Regions from separate parts of the Zea mays genome. Here region 1 is linked to region 2. Evidence: chromatin contacts called from public Hi-C data. All regions are on one chromosome and are shown on one strand. The core of a region is the stretch at or near the end of the contact, and the rest is flanking DNA. Distances in the headings are between cores, read along the strand shown. Region 1 holds the start of LOC103634524 (transducin family protein / WD-40 repeat family protein). Region 2 holds the start of LOC100285084 (glycosyltransferase 5).

Region 1 (7,269 bases), core at 1,714-4,213, 240 kb after region 2:
TATTTATAGGCGCGTACCTCAGCGCCGTAAATCTTGGCGCTGAGGTAGGCGCCGAGATCTACGGCGCCGAGGTACGTGCCACATCAGTTCCACCGTGGCCCAGATTCTAACATATGCACGCTAAAAAAATTGGCGACGACAAGCAGAAGCTAGGCGCCGAGAGGGGTCCAGTTTTTTAATTAAAATTGCAAACGACGTATTTGTGAAAATAAAAACCAAAAATGCTAAATTGCAAAAAAGTTGGCGGATATGATGACCCGACGAGGTTATTTTTTTGCCGCGGATACGCGAATGTGATAGTAATACTCGGTAGGGTATTTAACCATTGCCATCTCTATTCAAAACATTATAAAAGTTTGTATTGATAAATGTTTCATTTCAAATCATTTAGGTCGTCGAAACTCAAATAAGTAGTTCATTACCAAATAAAAAGTAGTTCATTACCAAATAATATTGTTCGACAATAAATAATACAGAATAAGAAGTTCATTACCACATAACATCAAATAAGCACTTGGACTACTGAGTGCAACAGGGCCATTTGCCCTTGTGAAATGCATCAGTGTTCTCTTCCATTGCGTCCTTTGCACAACGTGCACGCTAAAGCTTCTTCTCCTTCTATTCCCTACATTCAGCAACATGCCTCATTTCCTGCTCGTCTACCCTTTGTTGCTCGGCCGCAAGCTCATCTCGTCTTTTCTCTATCCTCTCTTTGTCCTCTACATCCCACTTTTTAAAATTCTCCAACCACTTCTTGTCTTTCTGTGAGATTTCTGTGTCAATCCACTGCTCAAAATCACAAAGCGGTGGAGGAGTCTACAAAATATGCAATGATTAGTAGGCAAAGAAAACATGCACCACTTTGAGTCTTCAAATTGTTAACATATTAAAAGATTATTCTCACCATTAAATTCATCTGGCGCTGAATAATCGTTGACTCAAATGCATAGTTAGCACACATCCAATACTTCTGTCGATAGGTGTTATGATCCTCAGACTTGTCAACCTTGCAATGATCACCACAAAAACACATAGGCACTGGAACACCAGTTGGCAAAGGATTCTAACCTATGCATGCCAAAAAAAATTGGCGACGACAAGCAGAAGCTAGGCGCCAATGACCATGGCGCCGAGCAAGGGGTCCAGTTTTTGAAATGAAACTGCAAATGACGTATTTGTGAAAAAACCCCAAAAGCTAAATTGCAAAAAAGTTGGCGAATATGATGACCCGACGAGGTTATTTTTTTGCCACGGATACGAGTATGTGATAATAATACTCGACAGGGTATTTAACCATATTGTCATCTCTATTCGAAACGTTATAAAAGTTTGTATTGATAAATGTTTCATTTCAAATCATTTAGGACGTCGAAACTCATTTAAAAAACTTGATAAACATAAAACAGGTATGATCAGTATCCCAAATTGACATATATGTTATATGTGTGCAATCTTTGTCACAATCAATATTGGATGCTAATTAGAATTGTGAAATATAATCTATACAATATATAGATGGGGACTAAAATGATATGACGATGTGACACATATTAATTCGTGTTTCCATGCGAAGGGATAGTGATAAGACAATATAATGTACACGAATGTTAAACGACAAAAAATTAATTACATTACAATATGATTACTTAATTAGCAAGCTAAATTCTAAAATAGACGTATCTTATTAATTAAATTTTCATTATTCAATTTATGTTGATTTGATAAAACCATTTTGTATTTGTCTCAAGATATTAAACACATATTGTTATTGTCTTTATTAGTTCCTAAACAATTTTAAACTTGGACTTATGAAGTTGCTAAATATATAGGGGAAAATCAACCTTAGTTTTCAAGGGGTTTTAATTCATAGGTAGTTAAATATTTTTAAACTAGACCAACTCAGATTTTCTAGTGGGTCCCACCTTTTTGATTCATGTATACGTGATTTTTGTTTATATAGGCACACATTAGATAGCAGACAATTAATTTGTGGTGTGATTATTACACTAAGAGCATATTTGAATGCAATAGACTTAATAGTTAGTTGACAAAAAGTTAATAGTACAATTAACTCACTAACAATTAGTTAGCTAATTTACATTAAAAGCATGTTTGAATGCACTAGAGTTAGGGCGTGTTTGGCATGACTCTCTTTCGTCTTAGAGCATCTCTATTAAAAAACTCTAGGTGAAGTGACTCTGCTCTAGAGTTTATATTGTTTTCTCATAAACAGTGACAGGTAAATAACTCTAAAACTCTATAATTAGATTGTTTTTTGAGTAGCAAAAGAGGTACTCCAAAATGTTGTGCTGCACCTTCTTAAACTCCATAGAGTTTACAACTCTGGAGTTAGGGTTTTGGCAAGCTCTGGTTAGCTCATCCTTGAAGTTTTGCTCTGGAGTCATGCCAAACACGCACTTAATAGTTAGTTGATTAAAAATTACTAGTACAATTAACTGGTTAACAAATAGCTAGCTAACTATTAGCTAATTTATAAAAAGTAACTAATAATTAAACTATTTAAATGTCTTTAGCTAATTTTAACGGCTAATTATTAACTCTAGTATATTTAGGGTCTGTTTGGTTAGGCTGCGGCCATGAAAAACGGTGTTGTTGCCTATGAGCTGTGAAAAATGTGTTGTGGGCTATGAGTCGTTAAAAAGCTATAAACTATTTGGTGGAAACTACTAAAAGCCGCAAAATATTATCATATATATTTTTTCATCTGAAAGTCACTAAAAGTATATACAAAAATAATTGTAATTTTATCCTGTGAGAAAGTCAGTTTTTATAAAAAATTGTTTTATAAAAAATTGTTTTATGAATACACCGTTAATTTGGCTTTTAACTTTTAAAGAGCAAAATCAAAAGACAAGACAAACTAAACACAGCCTCAAACAGGTCCTAAAACTCTACACTGTTTACAAGACCGTTGAAAAATGGTACAGAGAAGTGAATATTGTAAGGTATATATATTTAGACACCGTTGGAGACAGCCATAGTCTCTACCGCATCCTTCCACAAAACCCTTTCTTCCTTCCGCCGCCGCCGCGACCGGCTAAACCCTTCATTTCGCCGCAGCGACGACCACCCGCCGCGGGCCAACTATGGCGCCCGTTGCGGCTCCCATACGCGACCTGCTTACCTCTTTCAGCCCCGGCGCGGACTTCCTCGCGCTCTCTTCTGGGGACGGCCGCATCAAGGCATGGAACCTCGAAACACGCGGTCCTCGCCTTAGCAACTTACCACTGAAGCTACGGGCGACCTAACACGCTATCTTTGCCGTTCGCGTTCGCGCAGGTATGGGACGCCGTGCGGGGCCGGCTGCAGACCGAGTTTGCTGACATCCCTGCAGTGGAGGCGGTCGCGGTCGCTGAGTCGAAGCGCGGCCACCTCGCCCTCGATTACACCTGCATGAAGTGGGTACAACTTTCCAGTAAGGTGAGCGAATCCGCCCGACCACCGCCAGCTTGTTATGTTGGGATGCACCCTTGTCACCTGCTTACATTTTTTTTCCTTAGCAGAAGAAGAGGAAGGCTGGGAGCTCATTGATTGTGCTTGGTACAGGCAGTGGAGATGTGCTTGCACTTGATGTTGCCGCGGGACATTGGAAGTGGAAGGTCAGCGATTGCCACCCTGGGTAAGTTGGTGTTTAAGCTCTTCTTTTATTTCAATTCAAGTGATAGGGGAAATACATATTCAGTTATAGCTTATAGAAATCAACAAAACCACAATTGAGTACAGAAATTAGCCCTGTTTACTGGTTGGGTCAAAACCAGTTCACCCACAAACCAATCCACAGATCAAATCAGGGTAACGGTTTGCAATGGGTTTACTGAGTACAAAAATTAACCCTGTTCACTGGGTGGGTCAAACCGGTTCACCCCACAAACCAATCCACAGATCAAATCAGGGTAACGGTTTGCAATGGGTTTACTCGTTCCAGAGTCAAAAACCGCATCCTTGGAAGAGGGTTGGCTCTCTCTTTAGAATAAATCAAACTGGCTAACCCATCCTTGGTCATCTTCAACCTTTGGACTGCTACACAGGAACACTATGCCAAACTGCTGCTGCCGCTGCCGCTAAGAAGACTGCTGTTGCTACACAAATAACTAAGTTCTTGCAGCGGATGGCGGTTCATCATTGTCTAAACCTCTGGCCCAACCCAAATCAACCCATAATGGTAACCAGTATCTAATTTGTGTAAACCAAAGCCAATTCAGTCAAAACCGCTAGCTGCAGGCTGGTTTCCCAAACCTGCCTAAACCATGGTTGAACAGCCCTAATGACTATACACCATACCAACGAGTAACATTAAAAATGGCTATACATGTTGTGAAAGCATACTCTTATTGTATCTTTGGCCCTGGCCCTGTCCCTGTTTGATTTTTTTCTGCTTAGGTTAATCTCTAAAAGCTTCATGAAATTATGCTCACTTACATTGGAGTACATGTTGTGTTTAGGGGTGTGACAGCTGTAGAATACTCGAAACATGGGCGGAATGTGTACACGGCAGGTGCTGATGGCATGGTCTGTAGGATTGATGCCTCTAATGGGGCTGTTGTTGGAAAATTTAAATCTTCTTCAAAGGCAATATCTGCATTAGCTGTGTCATCAGGTATCTCTACTGTGAAATGACTTCTTAGTTTATGACTATGTTGGCTCTACTGCACTTGCTCTCATAAATTGTGTTTTCTTGATGTAACACTGCTCCGATTGCTGTGTATGAACCGACACTAGGTTATGTTTTTGTTCAATGTATATGTTGTGGCTATAAGTGTAGCAGGATTACATCTGGTAGATTCTAGATTGGCCTATATATTTAACACTTGGCACATGAACTCAGTGAAGAATATCTGTCTATCTGCATTATGAGATGATATATTGTCACCTATGATGTTTTTAAGGAACTGGAAATCTAACATTGTTATTCATCGATTGATAAGTTACATGTATCGATATATCATTTATGCTGCGGTGCTGCCCGCTGAAAAGTTTATTTAGTTTCATGTGCACCTTATTTTTACCAAGGTCCTTGGTAGGATCCACCTTCTACTCTTTATATGCATTTTTGCTTGTATATGAAATCCATACCAAGCAAAGTTCCATCACATATTTTAACTACATGCAGCTTATACTTGATTATGTCAGATGGAAATATGTTGGCAACAGCAGCTGGCCAGTTGAGGACCTTTGACACTTCCAGCAACAAAAAAATTAAAAAATTCTCTGGACATCCAGTGAGTATATCTTGCTTTCTCTTACTATGGTATTCGTCTTTCAGGATTACTGTTTACATATATGTTCCCTCTGTACCTAAGCACCCATCTTTTTTTTGCATGCACCCATGAAAACTTCATAGGTTGCTGTGAGGAGCATGGTCTTTAGCAATGATAGCCAATATGTTTTGTCATCTGGAGTTGGTGAACGCTATATTGCCATTTGGAAGCTGGGCAGTGGTAAAACCCAGAGCTCAAACTGTATTCTGTCGATGGAGCACCCAGCAATGTTTGTGGACTGTAAATGTTCAGACAAAGGAGAAATACACATTCTGGCTATTTCTGAGATTGGTGTCTGCTATTTCTGGTCTGCAAATGTTGTGGATGACCTGCGTAATAAGAAGCCCACCAAGATCATATTATCTGAGTCATCTGTGTCAACAACTCATCAAGCATTATCGATATTTGCTGCAAAACTTCAAGGAGTGGATGGGCCTAATTCTGCCCATGTCCTACTGGCTTATGGGTCTGTAGTGAAACCATCTTTTGATAAACTTTTGGTTTGTTATGGTACAGATATTAGTTTGGGCATTTCTCAAGATGGAGTTCTCTTGCCAAATACTCAAACCACCATGGCAAAGAAAGGCCAATCTGTGAAAAAGCATGGTATAGTGAGAATGTCCGTTAGTTACATTGAAAATTGTCTTGCTTCTCCACTTCAACTTTGCTTTGGGAGTTACACAAATGATGATTCTTAAATTTGTATAACACCTTCAAATTTTTTAGTAGTTAAGTCAGCTACTAGTTTGTGCTCTAAATTTGTGCAATTCTTAAATGAGCAACACATGGTGCATCTTTTGAGTTTTGAATTTTGTTAATAAGACACAAACGGTATTTGGTAGCTACTCTTGGGCTAAATCTTGATTTTTTCTTGTAGAAACTGTCATTGCTCTAGACCGAGCCAATGCTGAAGATGCCATCCTTCCTCTTCCAAAACTCCATACACAGGAAAAGAAAAGGAAACATGGTGTAACAAAACCCAGTGGCGATGTTGAGCCTGAGATTCATAGTGACCTCACCACTACAAGATCTATTCATAAAAGAGGTAATGACGTTTTGGTAGTTTTTTTGTTTTTCTGTACATCATAGTAAGGAAACACATCGGTCTGGTTGTGTTCAACTTACATAAGCAGTTGTTTTCCCATCGCAGATACACTTTGTAGGTTGTTATTCACTAGCATTTTACTTTTGGTTTCACTAAATTTTACATGTATGGTTGATTTATTTATTTGTCAGTGTGGCTGTCTATTAAACGGTTCCATAACTGCATTTCCTCATTTGTTTGTTTAGTTCCTGTGCAAAGAATTGAAGATGACAGCACATGCATCGAGGATATGATGAGGGAGTGTGGCATCATTGAAACTAGAGTAGATGAGAGCATGAAGGGCCATGCTGGTATACCCTTTAACATTTTGTCTTGTCTCTTTGGTGATGGCAGCATAAAAGTCGATGCCAATTTACCCAGTAAGAAGGTTTGTGGAATTGAATTTTATTTCCATATTCAATCACATAATCTATTTGCATGTCTATTGTACACTATTCATTATGCTCCATTCTTTCGACAGATTCGAGGTCATCTAAGATCATTAAAACCTGGAGATGCTTGCAAACTTCTTGATAAATTAGTATCTGCATGGAAAACGAGGTGCTCAAGACTCTATTTACATGTATGTTCTATGGTACTTTCTCATGCATCGTGTAATTATGTATTTTGCCCTGTTTGTTGATGTCTCCACAGATCTGGTAGCACGGAACTTGTATTGCGTTGGATATACTGCCTGTTAGTCATTCATGGCCGTTTTATCTGCTCCGAGGAATCGATTAACAACCTGGAGAAGGTATAGTTTCTCACACAGTACTAGCTGTGTACTGCATATGTTAAATTTTCTTTTGCAGCTCTTTCATGCTTTGCTTGCTATTTCATAGTATTTGGTGCGATTTGACTTGTTTCCCATAAATACATTAAGGCACAGTCTGGAAAACGAGAATT
Region 2 (7,730 bases), core at 5,091-7,590:
GTTGTCAGATATCGGATATAGGACGGATAATGGTTACATTGTAGTTATATCTGGTATCCACAATAAATAACCATACTTGTATTTAATATCCAAATACTATCTTTTACACCCCTAGTAACTTCTTGCTTGGTCAATGTTGCGTTCGTTTAAGGTGTTGCTTGAAGATGTTGTAGGAACAGAAATATGGTTGTTTGTTAATATTTTCTTTCTACTGTCCTGAAGCTTTCAAGACTAATGTCCCGCGCAATGCTAATATGGCCAAACTCCAAGCAGGATATTTGTTTCCTGAGGTCATGCATCATCCCCATCTTTCCCTTTTGTTAGTGATGCTATTCTGTTGGAGATTTGGCATCTGATAGTATCAATTCTTGACTGCCAAGCAGATTGCCAGGAGAAGAGCCGCTCATTTGCTGAAGTTTCCAGATGCCAAAATTATAAGCCTTGGAATAGGCGACACTACCGAGCCCATTCCAAATGTCATAACAAATGCCATGGCAGAGGTACCTTGATGTCAAACTAGTGTCCTGTCAATCATGTATTATATTCAACCCACAAAAAAGTCCCAGTGTGCTGGTACTTTTAGTTTATAGTTGAAAAAAACATTTATGCATTTGTTGCTGCTGAATCTCTTTGACAATTACATTTTTATCTGTCTATTTGTAAACACAGAGAGCACATGCCTTGTCAACAATTGATGGCTACAGCGGTTATGGAGCTGAGCAAGGTGAAAAGGTACCTCGTGGCGTTATCAGCAATTTTCATTTAATTAACAGGCTAATTCAGATACTTATTTAACAGCTATACTATAAGAAGCTTTACATAAATAATTCGTAGAGAAATCTGGATACAAAGATTGGTCGCCTTTTATTCAAAATTTATTTGAGGCAGATTGACGATTTGTTCATAAAAGGGATAACTGTTTTTAACTTCTGATATCTGATTCTCTAATTCTTAAGGGTTACTGTTTTCTAATGTATCACTTAGTTTAAAGACCAATCACATACAATCCTTCTAATTAATTGATATGTTTCCTTTCACTTATCCTTCCAAATGCTTGCATAGTTGCACCTTTGAACTATTTTCTTACATGAGTTAGTTTTTAAATTTTCAATCATATTTGTAGTTTTCTCTTTTCTATGTTCTTGTATAAGCTCCTTCAGCGTCATAAAATGCAGTGCTGATTGCTAATGCAGAAACTCAGAGCAGCAATTGCTGCAACCTACTATGCGGACCTTGGTATTGAAGATTCAGACATATTTGTCTCTGATGGTGCCAAATGTGACATATCTCGCTTGCAGGTACCAAAAAGATTTGACTCTTCCCCTTCTTTGGTTTACAGTTCATTTCAAATTGTTCGTTAATAAGTCTCTTAGTTCAATATTTCAGGTCCTTTTTGGATCTAATGTGACAATTGCGGTCCAAGATCCATCATACCCTGTAAGAAAACTCTTGAATCAATTGTAACTGTCAGTCACTTACACTTTCATATTAATGATTCTAAACTTATGTGTGATGATAATTGTGATATGTTTTTTGTCACATTGTTACTTATGATTAGCTGTTACCATTTTACATATTGTCTATTGAAATTAAAGCAGGTCTTTCATTTTGACAGGCATATGTTGATTCAAGTGTTATCATGGGGCAAACTGATTTATATCAGCAAGACGTTCAGAAGTATGGAAACATTGAGTACATGAGATGCGGTCCAGAAAATGGATTTTTTCCTGATCTGTCAACTGTCCCTAGGACAGATATTATTTTCTTTTGTTCACCCAACAATCCTACTGGTGCTGCTGCATCTCGGGACCAACTAACCAAATTAGTAAAATTTGCAAAGGACAACGGGTCCATCATAGTCTATGATTCTGCTTATGCAATGTACATATCAGATGACAGCCCAAAGTCTATCTTTGAAATTCCTGGAGCAAAGGAGGTAGGCTATATGTTCCAATATTTTCTTGTTCATACTACACACACCGGAGTGCTTAAAATGTCCAGTTGCATGGTTATCCTCAAAATTACAGTGCCAGTGCTATGATAATTAGTCGCAGCATATTCGCCTTGTAAATAAAATAAGAGGGCACTTTTCCATTGTGGTTTTGTTTACGTGCAGGTTGCTATTGAGACAGCCTCATTCTCGAAATACGCTGGGTTCACAGGTGTCCGTCTAGGTTGGACTGTTGTCCCCAAGGAGCTCCTTTTCTCGGATGGACATCCAGTTGCTAAAGATTTCAATCGCATAGTTTGCACTTGCTTCAATGGTGCATCAAACATTGCGCAAGCTGGTGGTTTAGCCTGCCTCTCTCCAGACGGTCTAAAGGTAGGACTCCTGGTATTCTCAGATTGCTCTTCTGCATCGTTTCTTTTATCCGTTTGTTCCCGTGCATGCAGGCTATGCAAGATGTTGTTGGCTTCTACAAGGAGAACACTGAAATAATCGTTGAGACATTTACATCACTCGGATTCAACGTGTATGGCGCCAAGAACGCTCCATACGTATGGGTGCACTTCCCTGGCCGCAATTCGTGGGATGTGTTCGCTGAGATCCTGGAGAAGGCCAATGTGGTCACTACTCCTGGCACTGGATTTGGACCGGGTGGCGAAGGCTTTGTGAGGGTCAGCGCGTTCGGGCACAGAGAGAACATCATTGAAGCCGCAAGGAGGTTAAAGCAGCTGTATAAGTGAGCACCGATGCAGCTTCTGTGCCCTCCTAGACAGATGTATCAATAAGAACACATCAGGGCACCAAAAATCGCTTGGTGAAGCTGCCAGAAGATGTTAGATTTTGAACTTTTTTTTTTAATTCTCGTGCGGTGTCTACATTCAAACCATTTCGAACTCTAGACAATGCTTGTTGTAATCCTGAGACCCTTCATTCACTGGTGAAGTTGTGATTGTCTTGTCTGTGTTCATTTTTGTGTCCTGCTGTTGCTGTTTCGGAATACCGAATTCCTCTACGATGAGTCGTCGACACGTTATGCACGCAGAGTACGCATAATTGACTAAAAATATCTCAGATTGTTCATTTTCATGTAATTAAGTATTACTGGCAATGGTACACCAGTATCTATGGAAGTTGACCACCTAGGTAATAGGATCCATTGGAGTACGAGCTCTAATTACTTCGGCGTGGAGAGAAGCGAATCGTTGACTTCGTAGGATCAGTTTTGTAATTTTTCTGACACATGATGCTGAAGAATTATATAGTTTCCAGGTCCTCTTCTGTAGCGATGTTGTTCACAGATGCCTAGTTCTGCTGGGATCCAATCCAACAGAAGGCAGCATGACAGGCAAGCTATTGCCCGGTGAAGAGAAGACCATACAAATCTATCAGCTATTTGCACAACCCACATCAGCATTTGCAGTGATTCCATCGACAGTAGCAATCAAATTTGAAACCAACTAAGGCCTTGTTCGGTTAATCCCGTTACCCATGGATTGGATGAGATTGGAAAAAATTAAGAAAGAGTTTGACTTAGTTGGGATTTAAACCCATCCAATCCCACTCAATCCATGTGGATTGGGAGCTAACCGAACAAGCCCTAACTGTTGTCGATCTTCAAGAAGTCCTTGCTAGAAAAAAAAGGTCCTGGACCCCAGTGCTTTCCAGAAATCAAACAGCACCATTTCTCTACATTGACTACAAGTTGCATTTCACTGTCAGAGATGCTGTTAAGCTTAACTCGTCATGATGGTAATGGAAGCTTGCAATACAATAGTCAGAATAGCAGCATTTCTAGAAGAACATAATCTTCCCCAGCATGATAACAAAATGCATCATAGCAAGCTTTTGTTTCTTCATGTTTACCGGAGTTTACATCAACATCGAGTGCAAAAAGAACGGCATGCAACACAAAAATGCCTTTAACCCAGTTGCAAAGAATCCATCAACCAAGAACCAGGTTCACATAACTCCACAGTTAGCCATCAATATCAATGGAAGATGTTATCAACAAGGACAACATAATTGGCTCAATGGTGGATAGCACCAGTCCCACTTAATAATTTAAAGCAAAGGACAAATCATGAGAATGGAAACCTGAAATTTGAGCTTGTATATATACCAAAATACATCTAGCAACCCAATAGCCACTAATAGTAAGGCAAAGAAGAGAGCAAAATAATTGGCTCACAAGATATGTTATCCTGTCCATGAAGACACCAATATCACAAGAACAATTCCTTTGATGCTTGGGCTGCTGGCGCCCTTATAAAAAGAAATCCCCGCAATAAGAGAAAAACAGGGAACTCTATTGAAATCTATCATGCAACCAGTAACTTGAGTTCATCCGTTAACTCGTTTGTACGAGTGTAAGACATGACTTATGCCAATAAATAAACATAACATAATTCTCCTAATACCTCACATTACAACAAAGATATCCATCCCATAACCCCAACCCAAACTTTTGCTCTCGCCCGATTCTACAAAAAGAACACTTTGGATTTAGACCCAACAGGATCTAGAACGAACCAAGAAAATAACAAGTTGAATTGTACTCTAATAATCATGTGGAAGTCTTCACAGCCTTGAATGCTGGATGAAGCAACCCAAGCTCATCCTTTGTCTCAAGTGGGTTGCTGGTCTCGTTCCTGGTCCTCTTCACTCTCCTGCTTGCTAGTGACTTGTGTGTGAACCCATACATCTGCAAGATCTGGTTATCCCCAAAATTGAATGCACGGTCCATATTCTTGAGGCATCGCTCGACAGGGTAGTCTCCAAATTTGCCACACGGCTTGCACCCGACAAAGTGTGTGACGAGTGGCCACCGGTGATCGCCGAGCCCTGGCTTGTAATTCTCAAGCATCTCCTCGTACCTGTCGACCAAGATCCCCCAGTAGCCATGGAGGTAGTACCCATTCTCAAGGTAAACCTTATCACCCCATTTCTCGCGCTGCGTCGCGAGGATGTACACCATGGCCGACTGATCGTCGGCCTCGAATACTGGCCGATCCTTCAAGGACTTGGTCAGCACCTTGCCGGCTTCAATGCGGACAGGGCCCTTTGGCCCCATTGGCGCCCAGGTATCCAGCATGTCAAGCGACCACTGGCAGTTGCGCAGCAAGAAGCTGCCGGTGTTGAGCCCGATCCAATTCTTGTCGTCGTAGACCATCTCGTCCCAGCCGTGCATGATGAGGTTGTACGGCCCGTAGCGCTCCCACGGGAGCTCGAATGCCATGTCGGTGAACATGGCGTCAGAGTCCATCCACCAGAGGAACTCGACCTCCGGGTGCGCGAGGAGCAGCGCCCGCATGAGCGGGAGCTTGGCCCAGAAGCCTGCCATCTCGGCGTCGAGCAGCGCCATGTTGTAGAAGACCTCGATGCCGTGGACGCGGCAGTAGTCCATCTTGTTCTTGATGGACTTGAGGAGGTAGTGGTCCCCGACGGGGTTCTCGCAGGGCTTGGGCGAGGACCCCGTGACGAGCAGCACCCGTGGCTTGATGTCGTTGAGGAAGGGCGGCGTCTCCGGGTGGCGGCGGTGCCAGGCGGCGCGCTGCTCGTCCCAGTCGGAGATCTTGGGGCCCAGCGTGTAGGGCGGGTCCCTGAGCGTCCTCGGCGGCGGGTCGGGGTCGTCGTCGCGGCGGGCGGAGGAGGACGAGGACGATGTGGTGGTGGTGGAGGCCCTGGACCTGGCGTCGTGGTGCTCGGCGAGCGCCCGGTGCGGGTGGGACACGAAGTGCTGGCGTAGCTCGATGAGGTCCTGCTGCGGCGTGCCGAAGCGGCCGGCGCCGACGGTGCCGCGGAGCACGACGACGGTGAGGAGGAGGCAGACGACGGTGAGCTTGGCGTTCCGCGCGAAGCGCTGGATCTGCCGCATCCGTCGCTCCCCGACCACCCGCTCCGCCCACATTTTCGCCCTCCGATCAAATCCTCCCTCCCTTCCCCCTCCTTGCAACCGGCCCAGACCAAAGCACAGGCAGGGGAGGGAATCGAAATGCAGGAGCCCAGAGAGGCCCTAGCCGGACACGGTGCGGCGGCAAGCAATGCGGCCGCCGGGGTGCTGCGGAGAGTGGTAGAGGGGGGAGGGGGGACGAGGCGGAGGACTGGAGGAGGTTTTGAAGCGCGGACGCGGAAGAGGAATTAATAAGGGTGGTGACGGTGAGCGTGCCTGCCGGCCCGGGCCCGGCCCCGCCCGCGAGTGAGCGCGCACGTTGTGGGGTGGAGGGAGTCAGGGTCAGGGAGGCGCCTCGGGGAGCGAATTGCGTTGGCTGTCTGTAGGGGAGGTGGGCGATGGATGGGGAAGGGAATCGAAATCGAATCAACCCCGCCGCAGATGGGGGGAGAAGGGGAGGGGAGGAAGAAGAAGAAGAGGCGAGAGAGAGAGAGAGAGAGGTCATGGAATGAGGCGACGCGGACACGAGATGCGATGCTTCCAGGACACCTCTTTCATCCACCGCTGTCGCCTCCCTCCACACGGTTGGTTAATTAAGGAATTGATCGGTTAATTAACGAACTGATCGCTGTTTACCCTCTGGTCTGGGGAGGGGTCCATGTAGGGTGGGCCCGGGGGGCGTGGTACCCACGGCGTAGAGGTGTCGGTTAATTTGCTCGGGTTTTGATTTGTGTGATGACGGTGACATGTAAAGAACTCGATGAAAAAAAAAGCGCCTGGATGCACGACAAACCCAGTCCACGCGGAATCGTCAGAACTCAAAAGTAACGTGCGTACGTGACATCAGGTAAAAAAGATGAGCAAGGGTGTTGCATGGAAAAAGATGGATTTGCTGAGATGGCGACCCCTTTGAAGGAGAATGCTGCCGGTACAGTCAAAACGGCGAGCCACTCGCCACTCGGTGGCATACAGACAGGATGCACCGCGTCAACAGTTCACCGCGGCCCACATCCTCCGGCACACCCCCACCCCCACCCCCACCCACCCACCCACCCATTCCACGCATCCCTCCCGCCGACGTGTGGGTCTCCGTGCCAATGTGCCATCCTTGGCTCCACTTGTCAGTGGGGAGCAGATTGCTTGTTCTACGTAGTAGTAGGTACATATTGATCTGGGCGTGTCGGTCGTGGACCTTTCATGCACTGCTCGTCGATTTGCTTAACGATGATGGCGACGGCGAGCAATTAACGGACCTCCATGGTTACTAATTAGTCAGCGGACTGGAGTTCCCATGGTCCACTTGTTTATGCGTTTCGATTGTGGGTAACTGTGTGAGCGCGAATAATTTTATGATAGTACGTCCCAGCACGTGACATCACCTTGGACTAGTTTTGCCGAGGATGAATGTATTTGTATCAACCAGGAAAGCTCTTTGTGGATGTTTGGATCTATGATAGTTAATATTTAGTTATTGGTTTCTTCGTTCTAAATTGTAGTGTGTTTTATTTTTTTTCGAGACATTATTTACAAAAAAAAATATGTTCATTATATATCTATATGTATACGTATAATAGAACTACATATATAGACAATTTAAAATATCTTATAATCTAAGACAAATAAAGAAGTAATTAGCACCTTTGCATATAAAAGGGTCTAGCTAACTGTCAGATGAATTTTCAACTAGCAATTACGTCACTAGTTGAGCCAAATCAACTAACAACAATTAACAGTTAGCCAATGGCAGTATGAACTAGTAACTATTGTTAGAAATTACTGGTGTTTAGGATCGTTTCCTAAGTCCCTAGAATACCAATCCGTGTCTAAAGTATCTCGATGATGAGTAGATCTATTCTACTGAGGGATACATGTATACATACCGTCGTTGTTGTT

What was found. A called contact is a pair of places that touch in the nucleus more often than the background predicts.
Region 1: a Hi-C map of ear shows a contact between it and region 2, with 4 times the contacts expected there. The contact joins the promoter of LOC103634524 here to the promoter of LOC100285084 in region 2. A contact is called at or near these places in 7 of 25 Hi-C or Micro-C datasets (bundle sheath, ear, endosperm and 2 more).

What each region holds. Positions count from the first base shown.
Region 1 is chr1:46,940,003-46,947,271 of Zm-B73-REFERENCE-NAM-5.0, forward strand. LOC103634524 (transducin family protein / WD-40 repeat family protein) reads left to right here and starts at 2,964. Exons shown (of 12, transcript XM_008656459.4): 1 at 2,964-3,203; 2 at 3,301-3,441; 3 at 3,525-3,640; 4 at 4,464-4,618; 5 at 5,152-5,240; 6 at 5,363-5,885; 7 at 6,157-6,324; 8 at 6,570-6,751; 9 at 6,845-6,924; 10 at 7,018-7,117. The coding sequence starts at 3,108.
Region 2 is chr1:46,692,555-46,700,284 of Zm-B73-REFERENCE-NAM-5.0, forward strand. It overlaps LOC100285084 (glycosyltransferase 5), which reads right to left and starts at 6,341. Exons shown (of 1, transcript NM_001157979.2): 1 at 4,235-6,341. The coding sequence starts at 5,855. The coding sequence ends at 4,512. LOC100283445 (transaminase/ transferase, transferring nitrogenous groups) reads left to right here. Exons shown (of 10, transcript NM_001156346.3): 3 at 223-290; 4 at 384-500; 5 at 670-732; 6 at 1,194-1,298; 7 at 1,387-1,437; 8 at 1,616-1,936; 9 at 2,117-2,323; 10 at 2,395-2,915. The coding sequence ends at 2,688.